Linked DNA regions of Gasterosteus aculeatus: region 2 is linked to region 1. Evidence: chromatin contacts called from public Hi-C data. All regions are on one chromosome and are shown on one strand. The core of a region is the stretch at or near the end of the contact, and the rest is flanking DNA. Distances in the headings are between cores, read along the strand shown.

Region 1 (2,863 bases), core at 79-2,578:
TGCTCGGCCTTCTCTGAAGTTCAAGAGCAGAACGGTGCAAGACAGTTTCAGGTTATTAAGCTCTTTTTCTTGGTATAGATATCTGTTATTAGTTCTTTAACTGTGCAAAAGTAGGCTCCAAATGCCTGGATTTTGGGGTTTGTTAATTAGCAAATGGAAACAATGAGTGACCATCTAAACGGACGCAGCATAGCGTAACACTGCAAAGCGTTACGTGACATAATATCACATAAAGTATATTGTTACATATTATTTCAATTGCTTCATCTTGTATTTAACACAAATTGTTTAAATGAATATGCTTGGTGTGTTATTGCAGAAGGAAAAGCACTGTGGAGTCAATAGAATAATACACATAATAATGTATTTATGGCAAATGATAACGCTGTTTTGCTTATTCTTTTTCAGGTTCCCGATATGTCGCACAGGGTCTTGAAAAGAACACGGCCGTCACACATGTCGGTAACACGTGTGATTTGATTAAGAGGTCAAATGTCTCCCGTGGGAAAAGCCCCATAACACTCGATGCAGAAACACAAATGTCTTGATTCAAAATCTCTCATCTAATCAGAATCTACTAAGTGAACACAGATAAAATAAAACGCCGCCAACTACTTTTAGAAATATATCCGCATGTACAACATCTTTGTGACGTTTGTGACCTGTGAGCGCTGCTTGGGACACATCGTCCCTCATTGCGACGTACTGGAGGTAAATTTATATTAATCCAGGGCAGTTCAGGCAGAATAATGTGAATTTATTATTTGTGCTAAAATCAGTGTACTTCCCATGATTAAAAAATGGGGGGAAAACACAAATATATGAGTTTAATTAAATGTGAAAGAAAAGGTTCTCGTCATTTTTCTCAACTCTCCACATTTAACTTACCACTGAAGCTTTGTTTGATTCAACACTCAGGGTTTCACCTTCGAGGCCACATTGAGCCCCCAAATGTCCCACGCATGATCCAGATATTAATATTAACATATAAATACATCAGGCGTTAACCTGAAGGTTCACAGGTCGTCTATATGTAGGTTTTTATCTGATTGGTTTTACAAATCATTGTTTACTTCCAACCTTTGTTTCAACAGCATTTCAGATTTCAATTCACAGGCTTTATTTCTCTGGCATTTTGTAGAACTATACGGTCTAACAACAGTTTAATATTTCTTCAAATAAAATCATGCCCACGATATGTACGTGAGTTCAGTGCGTTGTCAGTCAGGAGCAACGCCGAGTTCAGCAGGTTGTTGGGTGTGTCATCTAACACACACACACACACACACACACACACACACACACACACACACTCGTATGTCCCGTCCCATCAGCATTCCACCTTTGCATTTTACTCTGTTGCTGCCTCGCCGGTCGTATTTATAGCTGTGTAACGCAGGACGGAAAGAGGAGGAGAGGCGGGTGATCCCTTCCTGGGTTAGAAACACTCCAGATGATCTACGCGAGACCTCCAGCGCAACCAGTGCAACCTGTTCATTGAGTGCACGCAGGCCACGGCAGAAAATAGCTCATCCCAGAGACGGGAACAATGCAGCCGTGCGTGAGTGAGTAGGACGACTGAGATGAAAGTGTAAGATACCAGGAGATTTGCATCCAGCTTGAGCAGCTGATGGAGGCGGTTTGCAGGGGGCGGACAAAAATTAACCGGAAGGAAACTTTTATTTTCACGCTGTAAACTGTCTCAGATGTGCAGTGAAGGTTTTCCCAGGAGGTGAGTTAGAGAACGCTCATTATTATAACAATAGCAGCCTTAATCGTAGCCTCCAATCCTTTTCAGCAGAAACATGAAAACCAGCAGAAAAACAACATGCTTGGCTTTATAGATTTATTTTTTAGAAGCCGGCTTTGAACTCGGAAGACGGATAAAACTGCAAAGCACTATTAAATATATAACTCTTTTTAAAGATTTGGAGCCTTGAACGCATTGAGTGCTCTAATGGAGGGAAGGTGTTTGACCTGAATAGTACAGAAAATGCTTTTTACTTTCCAACAGAAACTGGGGATGGAAATGGTTCCCATTTGTGAGTTAGGAATCCCAACATGTTGATTTAGCTCGTGCAGAAAGAGGATCGTACTACCGAGCACGAGAGATAGAACATTTGGTATATATTTATTTTCTTTCTTTTTCGTGCTGAAATGCACGCATGAAATCATGTTTAGACTTAATGCTACTGTACGGCCTGCAGTTAGTTTGAGTTGTACGCTGTCTCACAGACCTTTTCATCTAAATTCAATATTCAAACAATGGATTTATTTACCATTTTCGTTCTTTCAGCTGTGATCAAATCTTTTCAAACCAAAGCGACTGAAACATCAAAGCACCAGGTGGTTTATTCAGTTTGTATTTGGCCTCCCGCAGATCGATCGAGTATCGAACCGCGATGCTTTTTAGTGCCACGGTTTTAGTTCTGTGTGAATTGTCTTTGAACACAAACTTTTTTGACATAATTACTTTTTGACAAACTAAACCAGAACTTTGACATATTTTTTCTATGAATTGTTTACAAGCTGTACGCCAACTATGACTTTCTTTTTTTACAGGCTATATTTGGCTTTTATTTGACATTACCAGGACTTTTTTGACATAGTACACTGACTTTGCAAGAAGTCTTTAGGTCCTTTTTTCAATAGAGTATACATTTGAGTTTTTTCAATCACCGACTTCTTTATTGCATAACTTGGCCTTCTATATTACAATATCTATAACCAGTCATGGCAAACAAACACTGACCTTTTTATGGTGTGATTCAGTTCTTTGTATTACGATGACCATACTTTCAGTTTAACTTCTTCATCTCCAACTACTGTGTGTAGGATCTTCCATTAAAAATGCAGGAGGAGT
Region 2 (3,169 bases), core at 313-2,812, 64 kb before region 1:
CGCTGTCTAAGCCACCAGGACCAAATGAAGAAGCCTGCAATCTGAGTGCACAGGAGAAGGGAAGATACCACAAATTGTAGATATCCTCACTTTCCTCGTCATTCTGAGAGCATTCAGTGCAAGTAGTGACATAACCAACACAGCATCTGCTCTCCTGCTTTAAAAATCAACGCTAAATGCGGGAAGGCAAAGACTTCGCTGGAAGGATTCAAGGGCATTGGATGTTTCAGTTAAAACACGGCTCTATTTGCCGCGACCTGATTGAGTAGAGCAGCACCTGCAACCCACATGAAATCTAAAAATATTCTGCACCATTGACTGCGCCGTGGCCTCAGTAGGTAGATAAATAGCTGCGTTTGTGTGTATTGTGGGGATGTGTGCATGCGTTAAATTGGGAATACAGTAAGGACTAAATAATATTCCGAGGTTTGCCCCTGCCTCGCTTACAAGCCTTAACCTCAAGACCTCTGTGTAAATATGCATGAGTGTGTGTGTGGCCGTTATGCTAAGCTATTTGAGGCATAATTTGCTGCGATACCATCAACTGCATTTGACTGTTTGCATATTTCACATGGGAGAGATGATATTATACTGGCAACAAGCACGGTGAAAAATGAACAGTAAGACTCAAAAGGTTGCCAACAGTAACGGCAGAAAATCAGCGCGGTGTGTTAGCGTAGCGTACTTATCCGTCTGCCATGCTATTGACAGATGTGTGACAGATGTGGTGTTGTTAATGTTGCAGTGAAGGCAGGCTTTATCTACAGATACGTCACTGTGCAGAATTTGAATGCTTATCAAATCTTTTTCTCAATTTGCTCTATGTTATAGCTTGCTGCTCGAGGGTTGTTTATTGAGGAAGACCCGTGGAGATTATTGTGAAGATACATAAGATTCATCTGAGACTGGCTTCAAAGTAGGCCTATGCTTCATCAAACTGGTAAAAAAAAAAGAGATCAATAATGTATGCACAGAATATGATCTGTAGCTGCAGACGTCAGGTCTGCCCTGACCCTTCCTATAAATTCTTCAAAAATGCTTCAGAGTGCCTCATGTGTCCAGGTGTTTAATGTCAAGGGTCAGTTGTATTTGTATGCAAAAAAGTGACTTTTAGAAAAAAGCAATGCTTTACAAGCAGTGGGTTTTAGGCAAAGAACAAAACGATAATAATAATAATAATCAGATTTTGTAGTCTGTGTTCTGGTTCGACTGCGTTCATTTTATGGAGACTATACATATGCTACGTGTTTAATATAAATCAGCAGTACTGTTTAGTGCACTACATATAGCATTTTCCCTCTTCCTTTCCCTCTCTCACACACAAACACACCTACACTTACAGACACACGCAGGGGGGGATTATGCATTTAAACTGCACGCATCTGCTTTCTTTGGTCCTTGTCACCCCCCTCTTCCTCCCCCTCCTCCCCCCTTGGGTCTCTCCCCGATGCACCGTTCTCCGCACAGGTGCGAGTGCCAGCAGCGGGCTCGAGTCGCTCCGCCAATTAGGATCGCGGAGCGCGACCACGTGAACAAATCCCTTCTAAATTCTCCGTCCGGCAGTCCCGAGTGAGCGAGCGGGTGGGGGGGGGGGGGGAAGAGAGTAATACCGGGCGAGCCGAACGGAAGCCCCGCGCAGGTAAATGGCTTTGTCGCCCCTGGCTTTACACTTTTGGTTTATTTCACTGAGGCTCAGCCGTGATGGTTTGAATGGGGATTCGGGTGGGATTGTTTGGGGGGGTCTGGGACACTGTATCTTGGATTCAATTTGTCGTCGAAGATCTCTGCTCTCCCCTCCGATCCGCGGACAGGACAAACCGCATCATCGGTGCTCGGTCGCTCCGCGCCGTCTGCGCATTGTAACCGCCGCTTGCAGACGCGGGAGGCTATTGATAGTTGACAGAAGCCCCGTAATCCCCGGCTGATCTGGCTGACCGGCCACAGCCATTTGCGAGAAACCAGAATGTTGATTGAACTTTTTTATTTTGCTCCGCGATTTGTTTTAATTGGTAACGCCGGCGTGGATTGACGCCTTGCAGGAGGGTGTGTGTGTGTGTGTGTGTGTGTGGGGGGGGGGGGGGGGGGGGGGGGGGGGGGGGGGGTGATGGGCTTCTTTTTGATGCTGCATGCAACCAGGCAAGCAGGCAGAGGCGAGTTTTTATTGCTGAATTATTTATAAGACTGTCTGGGATTTGGAGAGAGAGAGAAATATGCTTCACTTGAGAGGGAGTCAACATATATTCATAGACTCTTTCTAATCGGGATGTGTCCCCATTTCCACTTAAATGTACAGCCTTTTTTTTAGTTTGACCAATTTCAGCTACAGTCTAATTGAAAGGCAGCGCGTTCCCTTTTTATTTTAGCAATTGAATCTAATTTAATGCTGAGAGGATTATGCGAAAAATCGATTAGCCAACCATGAGAAAATGACTAAATCGAGCTTTTAAGCCAACTCGTGGATGAAGTAATATGAACAAACTCTTTATCTGATTTGAGCTTTTGAAATGTGAGAATTGTATCATTCTCATGTCTATAACAGGAATCTTCGGACTGTTAAATAATCGCTCTGGGAAGTTGTAGGACCATTTGTCCCAATTGTCTGACAGATTAATGCCTCGATTTAACGATTGATCGAGATTAAGGTAAAATAAAACGTTCATACGATGGCTAATTGATGACAAATTAGTCAATAGTTGTCCAAGTTATATTCAATTAAATTAACTAAGTGAACAACAACCCTTTTCTACTGCATCCGCCGCTGTTTATTTCACTGTCACCCGCGTTTCTAATGCTACCTCACACAAAAAAAAGAAAGATGAATGAATAAACAATGAAATACACGCAGCGCATTTCCTCCTGCCATTGTTACTGCCTTTTCACAGCCGCACTCCAGCGGAATGAATCGACTCGCTTCGCACATGCGCACTGGACAGCAACGCCCCCTCCCCTTTTCCTCTCTCTCTCGCTCGCTCGTCTCGTGCTGCTCGCGCGCAGGAACCAGCAGGCGGCTGCGCGAGCTCTCTGCCTCGCTGCTCCGCTTTTGTTGAGGCTCGAGCAGAGCGGACGGTGACAGCTCAGGTTCGGCGCGCTCATTTAGTGGGATTTATGTTATTCTTTGACCCGTTTTTGGATGTCTACGTCTCGGTTGCAGTGACGGGCCACCGACAAC

The links. A called contact is a pair of places that touch in the nucleus more often than the background predicts.
Region 2: a contact with region 1 is called in a Hi-C map of skeletal muscle, with 2.5 times the contacts expected there. The contact joins the promoter of strbp here to the enhancer-like site in region 1. A contact is called at or near these places in 4 of 6 Hi-C or Micro-C datasets (skeletal muscle, tail fin and whole body).

What each region holds. Positions count from the first base shown.
Region 1 is chr14:8,926,361-8,929,223 of fGasAcu3.hap1.1, reverse strand. No RefSeq gene overlaps it. Among protein-coding and RNA genes, the nearest start is that of LOC144388216, 4.0 kb to the right of the region's middle. Within about 2 kb of position 1,328, at least 4 of the 9 cell types and tissues checked have open chromatin away from gene starts, as enhancers often do.
Region 2 is chr14:8,989,903-8,993,071 of fGasAcu3.hap1.1, reverse strand. It overlaps strbp (spermatid perinuclear RNA binding protein), which reads left to right and starts at 1,562. Exons shown (of 19, transcript XM_040198367.2): 1 at 1,562-1,639.